3 separate regions of the Mus musculus genome follow, and all the other regions are linked to region 1. Evidence: chromatin contacts called from public Hi-C data. All regions are on one chromosome and are shown on one strand. The core of a region is the stretch at or near the end of the contact, and the rest is flanking DNA. Distances in the headings are between cores, read along the strand shown. Region 1 has its middle 100 kb from the start of Gm45949. Region 2 has its middle 18 kb from the start of Gm45949. Region 3 has its middle 35 kb from the start of Gm45949.

Region 1 (2,596 bases), core at 27-2,526:
TGACCTGAGTTTAATTCCCTGGACTCGATGTAGGACTAAAAGAACTAACTCTGGTAATTTTTCTTCTGATCTCCGTAAGCATACACCAAGCACATGTGTTTGTGAATACACACACAGACACACACACAGAGACACACAGAGACACAAACAATACACAGACACACACAGACACATACACAGACACACACAGAGACACACAAACACACACAAACAACACACAGAAACATACAGGCACACACAGAGACACTAACAACACACAGACACACACAGGCACACAGATACAAAAACAAGCACACACAGGCACACAGATACAAAAACAAGCACACACAGACACACACATAAACACACACACACAGACAAACACATTCACACACACGGGCACAGAGACACACAGACAAAGACACACAGGAACACAGAGAAACAGACACACACACCGACAAAGACACAGACATACACACATACACACACAGATACACACACAGATAAACACATTCACACACACAGGCACACAGAGACACACAGACACAGGGACAAAAACATACACACAGAGACAGACAAACAGGCAGACACACAGAGATACACAGGCACACAGACATACACACAAAAACACATTCACACACACATTCACACAGAGACACACACATTCACACAGAGACACACAGACAAAGACACACACAGGCACACAGAGACATACAGACACACACACAGATACAGACAGACAGACAGACACACACACGTAGACACACACACACACACACACACACAGAGGCTGTGAAGAACTGTTTTCCCAGCCCAGGCTTATTTTACAGGCAACCCAATATACCTCAGACGACTTGATTTTTTTCACGTGAAATCTCTTTTTCATGTCATCAGGGATTCTTTTCCCCTCCTGCCTGCTTTGGGCTATTCTCCTATCCAAGGTGGCCTTCCAATTGTCCTCTACAGTTCCCATCCCTCTGGATTCAGCTTCCTGAGTTACCTACTTTGCCTCCTCAGAAGTTCCTACTTCTCAGTAGAGAAGCTGTGTGTTCTTCTGACTTCCTCAGACCGAAGGATAAGCTCCTTAAGTTTGCATGTTTATATATTCATCTAAATCCTCCTACCACGCAGCTGAGGATGGACACAAACCTATCTTGCAGCCTTCAAAACAGGGGAAGCGCTTCCCAATAGCAGCCACTAGAGGTCGCTCATCCACACACTCTTGCCCGGCCCAGGTTCCCGACTGCACATGGATTACTAGACAAGCTGGAAGTAGGGCAGGCTGTCTTTATTTCTTTTTCTCTCCAACACAGCCTCGGGCCATCAGAGCTTCTGATGTCAGGGTCCCTGCCGTGCAAGCTGCAGAACAGAAAGCGCTGCGAATCACAAAGGTCACTGCCTCTGCTCTTTGCATCCACTGCTCACCTGAAATCTTCTGCTTCTCCGCCAAGAGCCCCAGCCCAGGTTCTGATTGCTTTTTCCCAGCTCCAGTGTTCCCGAAGTGGGAGGGGGAGCATGTGACCACTGAGTGCAATGTATATGCGTGCTTACAGATTATGCCTCAGATCAGCGATGTGTGGAGAAAGATTTCCACACACATGCTACTCCTATGATCCTCGGGGAGTTTCTGAGCTGGGCACAGCGCTGGCCTTTGCATAATAAGCCCTAGCAAATGGGCCAAGCTTAAGGTAGAGACAGTGATCAGATCATACTTAAGAGACTTCATGAGCCCAAAGCACCACTATGAAGCAGTAAGTTGGGAGATCGGACTAATGCTGTAGATGGGTGGGAAGGGAAGAAATGAAGGCAGCTCTAGCTCAGAGAAATATGAGCCTTGCGTGGCTGAGAGCCTAGCATGGTGTCCTGTGGGCATTTAGGGGGCGGGCAGAATGCCGATGGGAGTTGACAGTGACTCATTCAAGTGGCCGTGTCACTTGTAAACATCCAGGGAGTGTGCAGATGCTGGGAAGCAAGCTAGCACAGTGTGGATGAGTGAAGTTCTGGCTGCCAACCCCCCTAAAAGCAAGCTCAAGCATGCCACCGGCAGTTTCTAAAGTAGCGTTTAGACCTGCTGGCCAACTTCAAAGGGAAGGCACCCTGATCAAAAGGCTGTATTCATGAGCATGTGCAGCTGGACTCCCTGTGCTCTGGCATTGATTAGCCATGAGTTAAGCCCTCTGTACCTCAGCTTGCTCACATATGAAATGGGACTGATAGTCCTAGCCCCCCACCCCCCCCCAACCCCCGCCTCACAGGTGTGGCTAGACACAAAGTCCTTAGAGTATAGTGCCTGGTGCAGGTCCAGGGTAGAGTCACATGTTACTGAGTTTGAAATGCAGCATCAGGACATCATTGAGCCAACTTGTGTACACACATCTAGACAAGCAAGACATCGAGAAACTATGCTTTCCAAATGGTCTTCTTGTTCTGGCGTAGCAAGTCGGTAGGGACACCTGGGAGCAGAGTTGGATTGCCTTTGCCCTCTCTCTCTCTCTATCCCTGCAGGCCACCAGTAGTGTGTGTATTGTCACACTGGGAGGCTATGCTAGAAGATCCTGGGGTTTTCACCATGCCAGGTCACAAAGAGCCCTGATTTACAGCCCTGTAACAACACTAC
Region 2 (2,596 bases), core at 36-2,535, 120 kb after region 1:
ATAGACATATCCTGAAATCTATGCTAACCCTGAACTCCTTCCTCCATCCTCTTACTTGGTTGGGTATATCAAGTCGCCACATTACTCAAAATATCATTGTTAACTGGATAAATCCAACACTAAGGAGGCTGAGGCAGGAGGATCAACAGGCCATCCTTGGCTACTTAGTGAAACTCTTTAGAAATAAACAAGCAAGCAAGCAAACAAACAAAACAAAACAAAAAACCCCACAAAACAAAAGTCATAGTAAATTCATTGTGGCGGGCCCTAAGTGGAAATGACCCTTAGCAAATGTTATCTTTCTCACTGTGTAAGCATACTCTCTGGGTTTAAATAATTAATTACACATAGCAATGGCTGTTTCAGCCAAGCTTGGAATTCGAGTCCTTTGTTAGGAGAACATCTTTATCAGTACAATTCATCAAAGGGAAACATCAAATAAAATCTTTTCCCAGGCAGTATTCTCAATGATAAGTGAAGGATGATCTCAGAAGGGGGGAATCTCATCCCTTCCCCCTCCTTCCTCCTTGAGCATTCAGAGAAAGCGTGGTAGAAACACCTGACCTCTCCCTCTAAGCCCTGGATTGGTCTTGCCTGTAAAGACATCATTGGTACATGCCTTCAGGGAATTTATGCCATCTAATTGGAGTTATACTGACCATAGGGCGTTCCCTGGAATGCCTACTGCAGCGTTAGGCACCAGAGCACAGAACCCTACGCAGGTAATTAGGGGACAGTACGAGCCCGTCTAGACTTTGGAATCATTCTGGTTCCAGCACGCCCAGCCAATCAATAGGCATTAATCATCCCGTGCTTATTGCTAACGTGACTCAGCCTCCGTGACTCATTGACATCACACACAGGGAAGTCTGTTGTGACTGGAGATGGGCAAGACAATTAGTCTAGAAACGAGCTTTGCCTGAAGGTGCAGACTATTCCAGCAAGGAGCGGGTAGAGTACCGAGGTTGGGTGGGGCACAAATGCAAGCCCACAGGGAGCCCTGCGCAGCGCAAGGAGGGGCACCTACCTAGCATTGTCTGCCCAGTTGGCATAGCAGAGTGTGCACGGTTTCGATTTCCAAATATTTTTTCATTTATGGATACGTTATCTTTCTAACTCCCTCATAGGCTCGGGAAGGGAAGGGTAGGGGCCACAGTGGGTCCCATCTCCGTCTCTGGTGCCTAACTCTGGCTAGAGAGAGGTGGCCACCTAGGAGTAGTGTCACGCGCTGCTTGTCTCCTTGGTGATAGCTCTGCTTCCGGCAAAGATCTCGTAGGCTGACCCAATAAAGGTGACGATCTCACGGGGGTTGTCAAGCTTCGGTGCCCAGCGAAACTTCTTTGGCCTGCTAATCACTGCAAAACAGGCTCTCTCACAGAGTTCCCCTCCTTCCTGTTCTCAGCTAGAAATACCATGAGAACAGACTGTCTCACAGTGTTTTCAGACTTCCACTCCCAGTCCCTGCCAAAAGCAGGAAGTGCAGAAGTGGGCGATAATTCTTTCTTTTCTTTTTCCCTTTCTTTTTTTTTTTTTCTCCTTTTTCTTTTTAGAACACTTTATTAAAGAGTTTTGGTTGTTACTTGTTTTGTTTTGCTTTTTTACCCCCCACCCCCACCCCGAACCTCATTAGAATTAATTTGAGCAATACTTCCAATTTACATGATGATTTGAAAAAACATTACATGAGGTATTTCTTACTCTACACAGGGCTCTGATCCAGTGGGCGCGGGGTGGGGGGGGGGAGGGGGTCCCTTCTTCCCCACAGTTCTGTAATAACACCACATATCTTGGACATGACGCCTACCTTCACACAAACATCCCTTCCCAATCGAGTCTGCTTTCCTTGCTTGTCTGTGCTTTACCCATTAGTCGACCGTTTCAATTTGTGGAAACTGGACACAGACACTGAGTGCCATCGAAAGGACTAGGGGCCACTGGGTTTAAGTATACCATTGAAGGTGGAGGAGGGACGAGTGGGAGGGGGAGAGGAGAGGGAAGAAGAGGGAGGGTGGAGAGAAGAGCAGAGGGAGAAGGAGGGAGAAGAGAGGAAGCGAGCAGAGAAGCCATGTAAGGCCGAGAAAAGGAAGGAAAGGCTAGGAAGCAAAGCTGAATCACAGGCCAAGGAAGCCATTTCCCCTGCAGTAGACCTGTGTTCTATGCTCACGTGAAGCCATTTGATCACCTGGCCATTTGAACATAAACAATACGGAAATAGGATCACCGACTTGGCAGGGCCTTGATCCACAAGGCTAGCGGCTTATCAGAAGAGGGACAGCAAAGTAATCTTGCCCTTGTTGCACACACAGAAGGAAGGCCGCCTGAGGACAGCCGGGAGAAATCAGCCATAGACGTTAGACTTGCAAGCCTCCTCAAGAATTCTGGGAAATAATTAAGCAATGTGTAAATCAGCCAGGCTGTGAGATTTAGTTTTCACAGCTCTGGAAGGCTAATGGATAGATTATCACTAATGAAACTAAGGTTGCAGGTTTTCCATATTGAGGGCAGAGCCTTCTGACGGTCCACTCCACGATGGCTGGACACACCTTGTGGGAGCAATGGCTTCCTCTGCTGGTCAGTATCTTAAGAAGCAGATCTA
Region 3 (2,596 bases), core at 62-2,561, 65 kb after region 1:
CTTACTCTGCTTAATTATTTTAGTGTTCAGATTTTCCAAGATCTGAATAAGGCAAGTCCCTATGCCCTGAGACATGGTCCTTAGAATCCTGTCGTCAATTCAGAAGGTGATAAAGGGGCAGAGAATCAAATGCCTGTAGTCAAAGTGCCAGCCTTGAGATCATGACACTTTTTGTGGTACTTCTTTATAGCCATGATTACAGTTAGGCATCAGTATACAGATTTCCTTACATAGGTCTTCAAACCTTCCTCCAGGGCACAGGATTTTGTATGCTGAGTTTTATTAGTTTCTGAATTCAGTCATATATATATATATATATATATATATATATATATATATATATATACACAAACTTTGGGGAGAGGTCAGGTATTAAGGCATGATCTATTTGCTGTACATGAGTTCAGTGCAGTGTGCTTATGCAAAAATGTATCTAAAAATACAGCACAGCCTAATGATGTGAGCACCTGTGGGGTGTGTGTGTGTGTGTGTGTGTGTCCCTGTGTAAATACAGTTACTGAGAAATGTCCAGGAAACCGCCTGTTCTTAATTAACACCACAGTGCAGGTGGCATCAGATGGAGCTGGCTATCCAAATCAGATGAAGCCCGAGGCTTGCAAGTGGTTGGTTCTGGGATCACTGAGGTCTAGCAGAACACTGAAAGGGGAAGCAAGCTGGAATGAATTCAAGCTGAAGCCACGCCCACAGCAGGGATTTGCTCTAGCCTCCAACGCAGCAAGACCCTGAGGTGAGGGAGGAGGAAGCCAGGACCCTGGATAGCTCCTAGGCTCGCACTGGTTTGGTAGACATCCTGAACAATCAGGCTTATCTTTAGACCATCACTTTGATTCCCTGTTCTGTCTAGACTCTCAGAGTGCTGCCACCTCCTTATCACCTCTCTATGTAATCAAGTAACCTCTTCCGTCCTCTTCAAAGCTCTTGCAATTGCTGTGCTGAGTGGGCTGGGTTCTTAAGGAATATTCAAATCTCTAGAAGGAGCTGTAAAGACCAGAATGGAGACTCTGGGAAAAACGCCACAAAGCAGGGGAAAAAAAAAAGAAATAATGAATAGTGTGGTCCTCCTTACCTTCACGTGGGTGTTTGAGTCGCCCCTCAGATGCCTCTCTGAAAGTGTGAGGAACACCTGTGTGTAACTCGTACACAACATAGAGGGCTGTGTGGAAGGACACATAAGCCCATATCCTAGCTCCATCCTGCCACTCAGCTTGTGACACATGGTCGTCAGAGATAGCACCCAATGTCCCTGGGCTCTGCCTTCCCCGCCAGGCTGCCACATGCCACCAAGAGATGCAGTTCTCTCTCCTCTCTCTCATTTTGCATAATCAGTTTCTATTCTGTCGCGTTCTCTCACACATGGCGCTCTGAGACTATGCAGGAAAACAGAGGAGATTTTTCAGTTCAGATGAGTAGCATAATTTTACGTTGTGCTCAGCCTGTTTGGTAAATGAAGTCAATTACTCATGGATCTGTCAGAGGAAGAGAAAGACTCGTGGAGGCTTGGCACCTGTTTTTAGCTCCAGAGACCATCTCCTCCTCTCTTTCATCACAGAGACTCATAACAAGTCAAACCATTGTCCTGGGAGTTAATCCTTTTAGATGTCTAACTTTAAAATCCATTGCATGGATTTCTTCAGCTGGTGTTAAAGGATTCCCTCCTTTGAACAGAGACTGAAGGAATGGCCATCCAGAGACCACCCCACCTAGGGATCCATCCCATCTGCAGATACCAAACCCTTACTCTATTACTGATGCCAAGAAACCCTTGCTGACAGGAGCCTGGTATGGCTGTTCCTGAGAGGTTCTACCAGTACCTGACCAATACAGAAGCAGATAGATACTCACAGCCAACCATTGGACCGAGCTGGGGACCCCAATGGAAGAGCTAGGGGAAGGACTAAAGGAGCTGAAGGGGATTGCAACCCCATAAGAAGAACAATATCAACTAACTGGACCGCCCAGAGCTCCAGGGACTAAACTACTCATCAAAGAGTATACATGGAATGATCCATGGCTCCAGATACATATAGAGCAGAGCATGGCGTTATCTGACACCAATGGGAGGGGAGGCCCTTGTTCCTATGGAGGCTTGATGCCCCAGCGTAGGGGGATGCTAGAACAGTGACACTGGAATGGGTGAGTGGGTGGAGGCAAAGGGGAGGGGGAGGAAGGAAGGCAAAATGGGGGGGGGGGTTGTGGAGGGGCTACCAGGAAGGGGAATATTATTTGAAATGTAAATGAATAAAATGATTAATTAAAAATAAACTTCAAGCTACTTACTTCTTTATCAAATTTCTCAAACACCAATGAGTTAACTTCCTTTCCTGTTATGGTCATAAAACATCATGATGAAACCAATTCACAAGAGAAAGGAATCCCACCTCCATCATGGTGAGGGGGTGTGGGTGTCAGGACTTTGAGGTAGCTGGTCATATTGCATCTACAGTCAGGGAGCAGGGTAGTGAATACCTATGCTAAGCTTCCCCTTTCTGTTATGCAGACCAGGACACAAGCTCAGTTTTAGGATGGTTCTCCCCCTCTTGAATAACTTAATCAAGAAAAATCCCTCACGGTCATG

The links. Hi-C and Micro-C count contacts between places; a contact is called where the count stands out from the background.
Region 2: a Hi-C map of cerebral cortex shows a contact between it and region 1, with 2.8 times the contacts expected there. The contact joins two enhancer-like sites. A contact is called at or near these places in 3 of 484 Hi-C or Micro-C datasets (cerebral cortex and nephron progenitors) and 2 of 115 datasets of contacts at active chromatin or transcription factors (forebrain and trophoblast stem cells).
Region 3: a contact with region 1 is called in a Hi-C map of cerebral cortex, with 2.5 times the contacts expected there. The contact joins two enhancer-like sites. A contact is called at or near these places in 11 of 484 Hi-C or Micro-C datasets (8-cell embryo, B cells, the HL-1 cell line and 5 more) and 1 of 115 datasets of contacts at active chromatin or transcription factors (embryonic stem cells).

The regions. Positions count from the first base shown.
Region 1 is chr13:46,160,796-46,163,391 of GRCm38.p6, reverse strand. No RefSeq gene overlaps it. Among named protein-coding and RNA genes, the nearest start is that of Gm45949, 100 kb to the right of the region's middle. Within about 2 kb of position 1,276, at least 77 of the 459 cell types and tissues checked have an H3K27ac peak or open chromatin away from gene starts, as enhancers often do. A contact at or near this core is called in cerebral cortex, cortical neurons and forebrain, where this site is marked.
Region 2 is chr13:46,041,955-46,044,550 of GRCm38.p6, reverse strand. No RefSeq gene overlaps it. Among named protein-coding and RNA genes, the nearest start is that of Gm45949, 18 kb to the left of the region's middle. Within about 2 kb of position 1,285, at least 112 of the 459 cell types and tissues checked have an H3K27ac peak or open chromatin away from gene starts, as enhancers often do. A contact at or near this core is called in cerebral cortex and forebrain, where this site is marked.
Region 3 is chr13:46,095,341-46,097,936 of GRCm38.p6, reverse strand. No RefSeq gene overlaps it. Among named protein-coding and RNA genes, the nearest start is that of Gm45949, 35 kb to the right of the region's middle. Within about 2 kb of position 1,311, at least 63 of the 459 cell types and tissues checked have an H3K27ac peak or open chromatin away from gene starts, as enhancers often do. A contact at or near this core is called in cerebral cortex and cortical neurons, where this site is marked.